2 separate regions of the Danio rerio genome follow, and region 1 is linked to region 2. Evidence: chromatin contacts called from public HiCAR-type data. All regions are on one chromosome and are shown on one strand. The core of a region is the stretch at or near the end of the contact, and the rest is flanking DNA. Distances in the headings are between cores, read along the strand shown.

Region 1 (6,703 bases), core at 912-3,411, 150 kb before region 2:
TTTTGAAAGGCACAAAAAAAACTGTTGTGTAATTGTGAATAGCAAACAACAGAAATTAGCATTTGTGAAGATGCACACTATTGCAGCACATTAACATTATAAACAAGTCTTTTAATTAAGCTTTCTATACAACATCTGTTTATTTTAATTAAGTGCTAACCTCTGCTGCTGTGGAGGCCGGTTAGGTGAGTACATCCCTGCATCTGCACCGGAAGGCATCATGTTGGGTTGTGGACCCATATTTCCATCTGGGCCCATACTTGAATCTGGTCTGTAAATTAAGAAATTGAGTATGTGAAAAAAATGGGAGTTGAAGATATTCCTTAGATAAAAAAAATAATAAAAAACATGGTGAAAAAGCTATAACCTTCATCAGATTTCTGAAGAAAAAAAACTCACTATACTGCCAGCTGAACTCAATTTAAAAGGTAAATGATTGGAATAAATGCTCTCACCTTCTGTCGTATCCTGGACCATATGGATACTGTTGTCTTTGACCCATCTGCATATTCCCCATTGGACCTTGGGATGCTCGATTATATTGTTCACCCATGCCACTATTTGGGCCTTGACCTGGGTTCATAAACTGCTCACCCGCTGAAAATAAAAGCAGAGTTCACTGAATGTCCTCTTTTAAATACTAAAATATGTACAATTTATTATTCGTATCCTGAAAAGATATTTACTAGATGATAAAATGTGCAGTTATAAATTTAAGTGGTAAATAATTTTTAAAATAAAGTTTAATATTTTTGTTTTTGTTAGACTATTCAATTATTTTTTCCATAAAAATCCACATAACACTACTTTAACACTACTTTAAGAAATCATGATAATGGCAAAGGATAACTCCCTATATGTACGAAGACCTCAAACATATAATTCACAAAAGAGATGCTTAAAATTACACTGTAAGAATTTGACCAAAATAGATACCTTTTCTCATACCACCGAAGGGGTCCTTATTTGGCTCAAAAGGTCCCATACGGCCCATCATGTCTGGTCCACCCATACCAGGTTGATATCCTGAATTTGGGGTCACAGAGTTACGTCTTGAAAAGGCTGGATCCCCACCATCAGCGAACGGGTCTTGCAGATTCACACTACTCCTGCGCGAGAACGATAAGGAAGGTGAGGTTACTTGTGAGACTATGAACCTTGAAATTCATTCTGAAGGTCTTGTCCAAATACAGAAAGGGAGAACACTGTCACACACACCTAGCACCAGGCATGGGTGGCATCTGACTGTGAGGTGTTGAGGCAGGTGTAGGGGGCTTCAGGTCTCCACCTTCAGCCATAGAACTGCTGGTTGACTGAGGCGTCTGAGGACCCTGTAACGATCCTGATCCAGCTGGAGAGAAAAAAAAAAGCATATTGACAGTCAGCTAAAGTGAATGTAGCCATTTTTACTTTATGCTTTAACAAGAACCACAAGCCAGAAAACCAAATATCCCCAATCCACATGGCTATAATTTAAACATCAATTATATGTTCTGACTCGCTGCGACTGTCACTTCAGCAGCACTTTCACTGTCAGTGTGGACAGACAGCATTGCCAACAAACAGTGACACACTTTCGAGGAAATCGCTGAGCTTGGCTCATTTGGCAACCTTCCCCAGCCCGAAATCATGCTGCTTTTCATGCCGCTTAATCTCATTTGAGGACTTTCCCCCACCGGTGACACAGGAAGTGGTGCTCTGCTAGCTAAGTGCTCAGAAAGTAGCATCCTTAGATTTGAGGCTCCATAACCCAGCATGACAGAGTCTCCCTAATACTACCACACAACTAGCAGCTAACAACACACTTACCAGACAGCTGAGTGCTTAGTCATGTTTTGAAGAAGGCTAAATGCTTTAAAAGTGTTCAGCTCGACTCCTTGAGTACTCAAGTCAAATCATGAAATAACATCTAACAAATATATTGCTGGACTTTTTTTGACTGGACTCATCCCTGACTGCTTTTGCTCATCCCTACCAAGATGATCAGCATGTTTAAGTAAACATGATGCAATAGTGGGTGTGTGTAAATGTCAGAACCAAGGGAATGATGAGGAGAGTGACGCACAAATGTGTGTGTGGATGAACGGCATGTTTGCATGCCACATGTTGTGGCTCATCTTGCGGCCAGCTAGAGGACGATTACTACTGGCACGCCTGTCGAATGACTCATGCTTCCATTCATTAACTCGTACACAGACTAGGGTCACCGGCAGGTCAGACGTATCCGTATCTAGCACTTCACACATGCTCTTTAACACACACACTCGGCACAATACCTCAGCCTCCCTCCTCTGGGCAAGGATATCCCTTGAACGCAGATAAAGAGAAGGGGGAGGGTGGGAAAAAGGGAGAAAAAAAAACGATGAGGAAGAAAAGCCCAGCTTGACTTTACATATCACCACCCCCTTGGATTTTTTTTTTCTCCCATTCATCTTTTTTTGGCTTAGTTCAGCCCTCCAGGGGTTTGCCTCTGAATCCTAAGGCCAGGAAGAAACAGTCTAGAGCAGGGAAAAAAACACAGTCAGCCTGGAGCACCTGACCCGGTGCCAAGCAGACATGCTCTACATCACAGGGGATCCCCCTTTAACTTGCCCCATTTCTCTTGTAATCTCAGTCACTGTCAACTGAATTTACTCTCTGGCGCTCAGTCTTTTACATGAGGGCTGTTTTTGGATTAAAAAAAAACAAAAAACAAATGGAGCACAACCGAACACAATGACCTCCTCAAGTGTATTTAACACCCAGGCTTTTTGCCAGTTTGTACAATAAGCTGGATAATCTGCCATTGTTGCAGACAAATGCAGTGTTTGCTACAGTAAAGACACTCTGGATGCATATCCAGTACACAGGTTCATCTGGCTGGTTCATCATTTTAAAACAGATATTTATGTGGCTGGGTAATAACCACTGAGATATTTTTAGCTGAAACACCATAATAAAAACAGAACAATCCACTGAGAATTACAGAGACATTTAAAGGACTCATCTCATTATTTACTTTAGTCAAGATGATGAAAATGACTATTTGCAGCCATTTAAAACAACTCTCTTACAACTGATTAAAATTATCAATATTCCAGACCAAAGTAATTTCAGAAGGCCAAAGACCAAAAACAGAGGCCTGCATATATTTTGCACACACAACTTAAATAGGCTACAGCAAAAGTAACAGTCTAAAGTCACAACAGTTATTGTAAAAGCTGCAATAATTTATGCTGAGCAGTTTGAAAGGGTTTTAAAAATGCAAACCTTATAAAACACTTATTTTACTAAACACAACCAGACACTAGTAGAAATCAACAATGGCCAAAAAAGCAAAACAAATGACATAGCACAACCTTGTTGGTATTGGCAGTCAAATTTGTCAACACAACAGCTTAGAAGGGAATAAGTAAGCCATATCACCACAATTGAGGGCACAGAGTTGTACTGTACCTGGCAGTATTGTAAATCACTATAAACGACACGAGAAATGAACATCAAACGTTGGCGTACAAACATTACCGGCTGTACTAAACCACATCAAAGCAGAATTCCATTAAAACAAGACATGAACACTATAAAGATTGGCGTTTACAATCACATTAATCTAGACATTTATAGGTGCATTATCAGGCCATCGGGAAAGGTTTTATGCCTAAGCAGTTATCATCTTTCAAGTCTGATTAAGTCTGGATAGACCTGCATCTGCGAAAAAAACACAACTATTACTTCACATTCATCTCTACTTCCCTGCATTCTGCATACCCCTGTTTATCGAACTTTATAAGAAAAAAATAATAAATCAAAGTGCCAAATCTATTTAAAATATAATTGATGTTTAATCTACAACTCTGGGAAGAGGATTTTTAAGATAATGCCATTGGATTCACACTAGCATCAAGGCATTGAGATCAAACATGTGAAATTGTCTGAACTGACCTGGTGACGGAGGCTGGACCTTGGCCTGGTTCTTTTTAGGGTCATTATTGAAAAAGTCAGGTGGCGGGTCTTCTCCTCGCTCGATCTTGCACTCAAAGGCATAGAGACACTGGATGTACTGTTTCTTCAGAGAGCTGGCCGCACTACTGGATGTGCCCACATTCAGATTTGTGGCTAATTCCCTCCACTTCTTGTTCTTGTTCACCTGAAAACAGCACACAGATAGAATTTAATGACTGAGGTAGGCCGAGAAGACCTTTAGTGAACTCATATACTGTACGTATCGACCAGAAGCTAAAATAAGCACTGGTTTTGTGATGAAAGGAAATATGTATTAAAAAGACCTTAAAAACTCTTGCAGTTCTTGGTCTTATTCACGCATTAAAGAGGGTTTGTAGAATTCAGAAACCCACATTATTAGTAACACTAGTTGCTAGGGGTGAGAACCTACAGTGGGTAAAGTCTATATCGGATATGTGGCCGGCTGAAAGTGCAATATGCACATTATGGTTTATTTATTATTATTTATTTATTGCCACATCAGCAGCTTATGGCAAAATGGATATTTGAATATAAAATGGATATACACAAAATAATACAAGATAAAAACAAATTCGTACTACAATAAAAAGTTATTTAGACAAACATATAGGATAGAAATGAATAAAATTCACACAAAAACATATTTAAAGTTAAATATGATTTTTCTGTTAAATTTTTGATAATTTAAGATTCTTCCTGGTGGTACCCTACGAAAAATGCCCATTAAAGTACTCTACATCAATTATAGTTGCTTTTTTTTAATGACACTGTATAACAATAATTATTATTTTTAAAGTACTGTGACTGTTGGGTTTAGGGTTGGGGTGGGGGTAGGTGTTAAAAAATAACATTTATTGGGTACTTGAATAGGCAGCATAAATAATACTCGCTATAACTACTGTTTTTACATTACTTTTATGGTTGGGTTTAGGGTTGGGGGTTAGGTGTTAATAAAATACAATAAATGGGAAATTAATTAAATAATTCTCGTTAACTTCTGGCCACAAGCGTATGCAACCTAGCAGCAACCCCTACACTGGTCTCACGGTTCGGTTATGATGTCATCGATTCGATTCAATTCGTTATCTCGGTGCTTCACGGAGCATTGATGATGCTTTCCATACACAATTATGTTTTTTTCTTCACAACACAAGAATTCTTGATTTAAAAATTTGTAAATATTTATATAGTAAATTATTTGTAATATATGAACTGTACCTTTAATTTTACCTGCTCAAAAAAAATTGAAATGTTTCAAAACAAACACAAATCACAGAAGACAACAAGCATTTATAGCAAAAAAACTAACTGAATTTTTATTCTGCTTGCTTTTTAAGAGCTGTCAAGCGTGTTCTTACATCCCTATAATTGGTTATTGTGTTCACACGCTCAACAGAATGAGCTGCGATTGGCTCTTAAACTGTCAGCGATGTTCACCGATGACGCTGACACTGAAAAATGCGTAGTAACAGTCTATATGCGCATAATAAAGTGCACATTGCACTATCACAGCTGATGCATGATACACGCCGTGAAAAAAAAACTTGCTTTACAGACACACTCATGTCAGGATCCACAAGTATCTCTTTAATAGAAATAAACTTGACAGCAGTTCTAAGGTGCAAGTGTGTGTGAGAAAGGGAAGCAGACAGAGTTTCATTCTCCCTAACGTAAAATAGTGTCTACTGGTTCTGCTGTACTTCAGTGTCAATATAAGACTGTCCAGCAAACTCGCAAGTAGTGAATTGTGCAGTTATCTGCTATTTAAGTAGTTGGAGCATTTTAATTACTCGCACTCGCCTTGTTCAATCATTGAGGCACATCTCCATCTAAGAAACAAATCATTTTGACAGCCCTACTAGTGGCCATCAAGTGAAGTACAACCAGTGGAAAAAAAAAATATATATATATATATATATATATATATATATATATATATATATATATATATATATATATATTTTTTTTTTTTTCATTTAAATTGTGATCTCACCTTTCAAATGTGCCATTCAAAATGCATCAAATGTCAAATTATTATTTCTCTATTCTTATTTAGGGTATTTGAAATCTTGCACTAGCTTGTTTTATTAAATCTTTCTATTAGATGTCTTGCTTAATTACAGAATACTGTCTTGTTTAACTTAATGACATTTGTTTTATACTAATGTGAAAAACAGCTAAACTGACACAAAACAGTCAAGGTAGATGAAGTTTTTCCCTCCAAGAACTATCAATCAGTCAAAGAAAAACAAAAAAACAAAACCTAACTAAACCAAAAACTGGAATGAAAGCAACAATTATTCAGCTGAAACGCATTACAAAATTGAGAATCAAATATAAATAGTTTGTGCCAATTCCCTGATACACTGACAGCAAAGTTCTTTAGTATATCAGTGAAGTATTTCATACTTCTAATACTGAACATATAGGTAAACACTAAAAATAAGTCTAGGCTTCAATAAACAACCTTGAAAGTCAGAAAAACTTTACAAACTTGTTTACCCTGGCAATAATAAATGATTAATATATAGTCTTAAATTAAAAGCTTTGCTAACAGCATTTGAGCTAGTAATAATTTCAGCTAATAATATCTCCAAACGAAACATTCTCAAATCAGGAAGAGCTCATATCCACACCTGAGTGAGGCCGCCAATCTCTTTGACGGACACATAGAGGCGGAAGAGGTCAAGGGGTTTGCGTCCCACCGCAGGGAGATTGCTCATGCCCATGGCTTTCTCCT
Region 2 (6,206 bases), core at 1,765-4,264:
AAAAGTGAAACTTTGAAGCAGAAGAACTTAAAGAATTAGTGAAGAGGTGTGATTACAGAATATGTGAAGAGGTGTTATCAGCTATTAGCTAATTTGTACAACAGTTTTTGTCATCTTTAAAGGAGAATTAATAAAATTGTCTATCTTACATTATTTTATAGGAATCACATATTAAGTATTCTGGGAAAAAAAGTATAAAAAAGCAAGACAAATTGCTAGTTCATGCTAGGTTTTGCTAGTTAGTCTATTTGTTAACTCAGAAAGTTAAAAGTCACTCACCCACGTGTTTTACTTTCATTCTTATTTTAAGAAATGCATCACCAAAATTAGTCAGACGTAAATTTGAGTGAGTAAATGATACTAGATCTTTCATTTTGGGGCGAACCACTTCTTTTCAGCTTATATCTGTGAAGATGATCGAGTAAAATACTACATTTCATTCATTCATTTTCTTTTTGGCTTAGTTACTTTATTAATCTGGGGTCACCACAGTGGAATGAACCACCAACTTATCAGCATATGTTTTACACAGCGGATGTCCTTCCAGCCGCAACCCATCACGGGGAAACATCCATGCACACTCATTCACTACGGACAATTCACTTTTACCACATGTCTTTAGACAGTTGGGAAAACATGGAGCACCCAGAGGAAACCCACGCAAACACGGAGAGAACATACAGCAATACAGCTAAAAGTTTGAATGTTTTACGAAAATAAAAAAAATTATTTTCTATGTCAGAATAATATAAAAAAAACTGCCTATAGATCTGTAAAAATGACAAAGGGACTTTAATATATACACCAGGCCAGTAGGTGGCAATGTCACAAAAATAAAACAATATTCATCTATACACATACAGTGTTTGCATGTAAACTAGTTATATGGTTATAGTAGATTAGCTATATAGTTTGAACATACTGTATAGTATGCGTGCATCTGAGATAAACCGTTTCTGAATGCATTTGAGAGACACTTTTTTGACATCTTTTTGTGTCTTATTTTGAAAACTGTCTGCAAAAGTTTGTAGTTTAAACTGCTGTCAAGTAAAGGAATATCTAAAATGCTTCAACGGTTTTACATTTTTTGTTGAAGTGAGTAAATCGCAACTCAAAGAATGAATTTCAGAACAAACCTAAAATAGCTGTGTGAAAATGTAATGCAAGGAATGAAATCTCATTTTGCCAGCATGCAGCTTACGAGAAAAGGCCCAAATATCGTCACAACATATAAAGGGAATTCTTTATTTTACTGCATAAAGTAAGAGGTGACATGGTGCCACAGTGTTCAGAGGCACCCAAATGTTTGATTGAATTCCCGTCGCATTCCACATGATCAGGCGTTTCTTAGGAGCTGCTTCACAGACCTCCTGTGCCAGAAAGGCATGTTACTGGCAGACGCTCCTGGAGCCAGAATAGCAGGAGCTAATCAACAGGAAGGAGAAAGATTTGGCCGGGAATCCCAAATACTTGAATCGAATGACAGAAATGAATGTGAGGAACCCCTGACTAGAGTGCCTGGATGCCAAAACCAGACAGGGGTTCCTCACAGGTCTTTACACCAGTCTATTGGAATGAAAAGAGCATTCAGTGATGCCATTGTATGAAATTAATTAGGATCATTCATTCATTCATTTTCTTGTCGGCTTAGTCCCTTTATTAATCTGGGGTCGCCACAGCGGAAAGAACCACCAACTTATCCAGCACATTTTTACGCAGCAGATCCCCTTCCAGCCGCAACCCATCTCTGGGAAACATCCACACACACATTCACACACATACACTACGGACAGTTTAGTTTACTCAACTCACCTGTATCGCATGTCTATGGACTGTGGGGGAAACCGGAGCACCCGGAGGAAACCCACACGAATGCATGGAGAACATGCAAACTCCACACAGAGACGCCAACTGAGCCGAGGATCAAACCAGCGACCTTTTTGCTGTGAGACGACAGCACTACCTACTGCGCCACTGTGTCACCCAATTATAATTATGATAGTTTTTTTTTCATTTTCTTTGTTTTAATAATTCTTTAACCCAACACTATGATATAGGCTACATTATTTATTTTGTATGTGGAAAAAAATAACAAGCAGAATGGTGTTTATGAGGATTTTGTCAGTTGTTAATCAAACTAATGTTAATTTTTATTGCTGTAAAATAAGTTTAATTGCACTGAAATCTCCTACATTTTCCTAATGTTCATATAGTAATTATAACTGTTTAAATAAAGAAATGGAATAATATGATATAATATAATATATAAGCAATGAGAAAAGAGGATTTATGTGATTGAGTAAACAGTTTTATTCTGCAAACTATTGATGGCATTCCTTTATAATTATAGCAAAGAATGTAAATGCGTGTGTGTGTGTGTGTGTGTGTGTGTGTGTGTGTGTGTGTGTGTGTGCGTGTGCGTGTGCGTGTGTGTGTATGTATATATATATATATATATATATATATATATATATATATATATATATATATATATATATATATATATATATATATATATATATTCATCTGCTTTTATAATTCTCAGTACAAATAAAATATTGATTAATAAAACCACATTAGATACATGTATGAGTAGAATCAAGATTAAACATCTTGGAACTGTGTGCCCCATTTCAGCTAATAAACTTCCAAACTCGTCTAATGCATGAGTGCGCGTGGTGCGCGCTCACGCATATTCCCGTTGCATTAACAGAACTATCAATGTATCTAGAGGTCAGAGTACAGAGAATCCTGCTCCCCAGAGACTAGAGCCTACAGCGCGGACTGGGCACGCTTAAAGACCATGTACGTGTCTGCAGTGGAACAAAAAATAAAAATAACAATGTATATCCTCCACTATGCTCTTTCACTACTTTAAGAACCACAATATGATTCATAATCTAGTGTCAGACAACATTATTATTTGTTTTTGTTACTTGATAACATCAAACTCCAGTCCGGGTTTTTGCTGTGATCCTCTCTTCAATTTACTGTGTGTGCTTTCAGAGCCGTAGCGCGCACTGACAACCTTCGGGGTTCCTCCGCGGCTCACTTGTGTGTATGTTGTGACAGTGAGGCTTTTTTACTGCAGTAAAGCGAATCGACGTTCGGTCAGTACATTTGAGAGAATCTTTTCATAACATAATGCGTGACTTGATTTTAATGGACCGTTGGGTACTTTTGAGACATTCAAGAGAGAAAGAATTTTAATTAACTTAGGCACTATTTCGCTCATCTGCCCTGTCTCTTACACATACAATGCATTCCTGTGTTGCTCCGCGCGTGATGTGGCCGGGCCTGCCTGCTGTTCCTGTAAACTCCCGCCTTAACTAAAGCAGGCTGAAGCACAAGAGAAATGCAGCTGAAGCAGAGCTGATGATAGAAAGTGTGCCTCTATACACATTAGAGTTGGGTTGCTGTGTACAGAATGGAGGCTGTTGTTTTGAATTGTACATTTTAAATAACATTTATACTACAATTTAACAGAAAGTAAAAAAAAAAATTAAGCAATTAATTTTAACAAAAATTATCACGATTGTTTATCATATGGCATGGCATTACTCGTTGAATCTTGGAGTACAATGTAAAATAGGGGTAAGTATGGTAAAAATCATACAGTATCCTACTGTGGTTTACTCTCTGATACCATGATGACAGTGCTTTTTCCTGAAGGTAGCAGGCCTTTTACTAAAATTGTATTATGTTATAGAATAATTATAGTTCACTTAATAATAACAAAATACCTTCTATTATTACTTGGTGTCAACATTTCATGGCATAATAGTTGCCATTACGTTAACCACTTTGTCATCTCACTATCAAAAACATGATGAATAGATGGACAAATGTAAGATAAAAAATTCGGAGACTAATAATTCATAATATTTTTGTAGCCCCATGTTAACACTATGTTCATTACTGTGATATATTCTATTATTGAATCCCACACATTCCTACTCTTATGTTATTCAAAACAAATAAGCTATTTATTTTTGTTATGGAGGACAAAAAGTCTTTTAAATAGACAAACTTTAACTCTTAAATTGTACACTAGGCACTGCGCTCTAAAACAGTATGCAAGACGTACTTCTGGGGAGATCCTGAAGACTACATCCAATGGACACCAAGCCATGGGAAAGAATTTACAAATGAAAGTAAAGCAAGGAAACCTATTCGGGTAGGTGATGTGGTAATGACAAGATGGTGGAATATGTCCGAATTTAAATCATATTCGTACTATAGAACATATGTTTAAAGTTTAAATTTAGTTACATTACCTAGTCGGAATGTGTTTTTGAATGAGCCATTTCTCTATTCCACATATTAAATAGGTAAATAAACACAAGGCCTGTTCTCACTAAGAACTATAATCCACAACAACAGACAATAACATTGTTATTCCAAGTGTTTGCTAACTGTGTGATTCTAACTGAAATGTATGGGTTTTATCATTCACCTGCTTGAAAAAATTGTTTGAAAGTGATTTCAACCATATCCATCCTCTATAGATGTGTATTTCCGTATATTCTCAAACATTTAGATTAATTTGAAAAACATCATAGATATTGGCATTATAGTTATCATCTTTGGTGTGTCCTCTCTGTACTAGTTTAGGTGCGTTTTTGTCCTTTTTGATACGTTCAATTTATAGAAATGTGTAAGAACTTTTACAATTCTCCTTTTGTCCTCCACTGAATGACTAGTCTGGAATAACTTTCAGATATTTTCTTTTTCAGTGAACTTTTCTTTTATTGAACCCTATGTCTATGAGCTACACTTTTATATACAATAAAGAATGGCGATTGCATTTATCAATGGAACGATCCTTCACTGACCTCAATCAGATTTTCAAAACACTTTCCTTCAAAACTTTTCTCTATGACATTTATTAACTCTATGCGTTAGGATTTAAAGGTCCAGAATGGAAAGTGAGCGATATATCTTCCCCTCAGTCTCGCCATATCTTAAAAGGGAGTTGCTCTGAATAATTTCATGAAATGTCAATTAATCCAAAGGCCTTTGCTGTTTTGCATAGCGATCTTAACAGGGGGCAGCAGTGGCAGCTCCATGTGAGTAGAGACCGACGATTTCATGGCTGGAGTTGTGGGGGGAAATGAGATTCCAGCGGCCCTAAGTGACAGTTTACGGTCTCTGATTTGGTTTGGGAAGAGATTGCCAGGCAACAAAACCAGCCTGAGTCCTGAATGAAACAGCCATCTGTTCCACAGCCCGCTAAAACTGAATTAATTTCACATAATCCTGGAATTCAGAGCTAGATTGATGTCTTGGGTAAAACGGTGTACTTCCTGGAGCCCATCTTTGGTCTGGGTGATCTTATAACCCGGCCTTGTATTATTGTCTTTTTGGAGTATAGCATATTTGGTGTGTAATGAGAAGACATTTGGCATATTTTACGTTTCCTTTGTCAAAAGGTACAAATGCTGAAGATCTCCCCTGCTTTATACCCTCAAACAAAAACACTAACCAGACAAAGGGAAAGCAGGCTGGTGCATCTGTGGTGTAAATCAGGTCATACAAGACTAATCCCTTTGTGTATATGTCATGTTAGCAGGGTTTACCTCACAATCCAAAAAACCAATGCAAAGAGGGCAGATTTAAAGATTTTGCATTGGGTCTTTTATAGTTTTTAGAGATGTTCGCAAAGGCAAGAACCACCACTACTGTATACTACTGTCTGACTCTGAAATTATGCATTGAAATAATGTTGTAGAGGTTTGGAGGTTTTGAAGTTTGTTTAAGCCTGCTATTGTTACATTTTAAAATATATATGGTCCATACTCTACTCAATTTACATCTTGTGTTTTTTACCATTTTGCATTTTAGCTACTTTTTTACTCTAGCTGGCCTATAATTGATCAACACCTCTGATGATAAAACAAGCAAAATTGAATGAAGTTATTTTCTCCTGCTCCATTCGCACACACTAAAACCCATTCCATTTCAGAGTTGCAGAAAACTTTTCTAAGTTTATTATGGAAATGCTTATAAAACATTGTAAAATGATGATTTCTCCATTAAACAATATCACAATCAAACGGTGGGTTTGTTAAAATCAGTTGTGGGTCAAATGTGAATGATGTAATGGATGGATGCTGACAACAGAGTTGAGGATCCATGCGCAGTTTATTAATAAGAGTATTCATGTAGGCAATGGTCAAACTGGTAGCAATCAAGAGCATAAAGGT

The links. HiCAR-type assays count read pairs that join an accessible place to other places.
Region 1: a HiCAR-type map of caudal fin shows a contact between it and region 2, with 8 times the contacts expected there. The contact joins two enhancer-like sites. A contact is called at or near these places in 10 of 18 Hi-C or Micro-C datasets (caudal fin, embryo, fibroblasts and 3 more) and 3 of 4 datasets of contacts at active chromatin or transcription factors (caudal fin, embryo and gastrula embryo).

What each region holds. Positions count from the first base shown.
Region 1 is chr19:15,568,784-15,575,486 of GRCz12tu, reverse strand. It overlaps arid1ab (AT-rich interactive domain 1Ab), which reads right to left. Exons shown (of 20, transcript XM_021468300.2): 11 at 6,600-6,703; 12 at 3,922-4,126; 13 at 1,219-1,351; 14 at 937-1,109; 15 at 456-597; 16 at 161-271. Among named protein-coding and RNA genes, the nearest start is that of zdhhc18b, 26 kb to the left of the region's middle. Within about 2 kb of position 2,161, at least 13 of the 62 cell types and tissues checked have an H3K27ac peak or open chromatin away from gene starts, as enhancers often do. A contact at or near this core is called in caudal fin, where this site is marked.
Region 2 is chr19:15,416,564-15,422,769 of GRCz12tu, reverse strand. No RefSeq gene overlaps it. Among named protein-coding and RNA genes, the nearest start is that of arid1ab, 75 kb to the left of the region's middle. Within about 2 kb of position 3,014, at least 60 of the 62 cell types and tissues checked have an H3K27ac peak or open chromatin away from gene starts, as enhancers often do. A contact at or near this core is called in caudal fin, where this site is marked.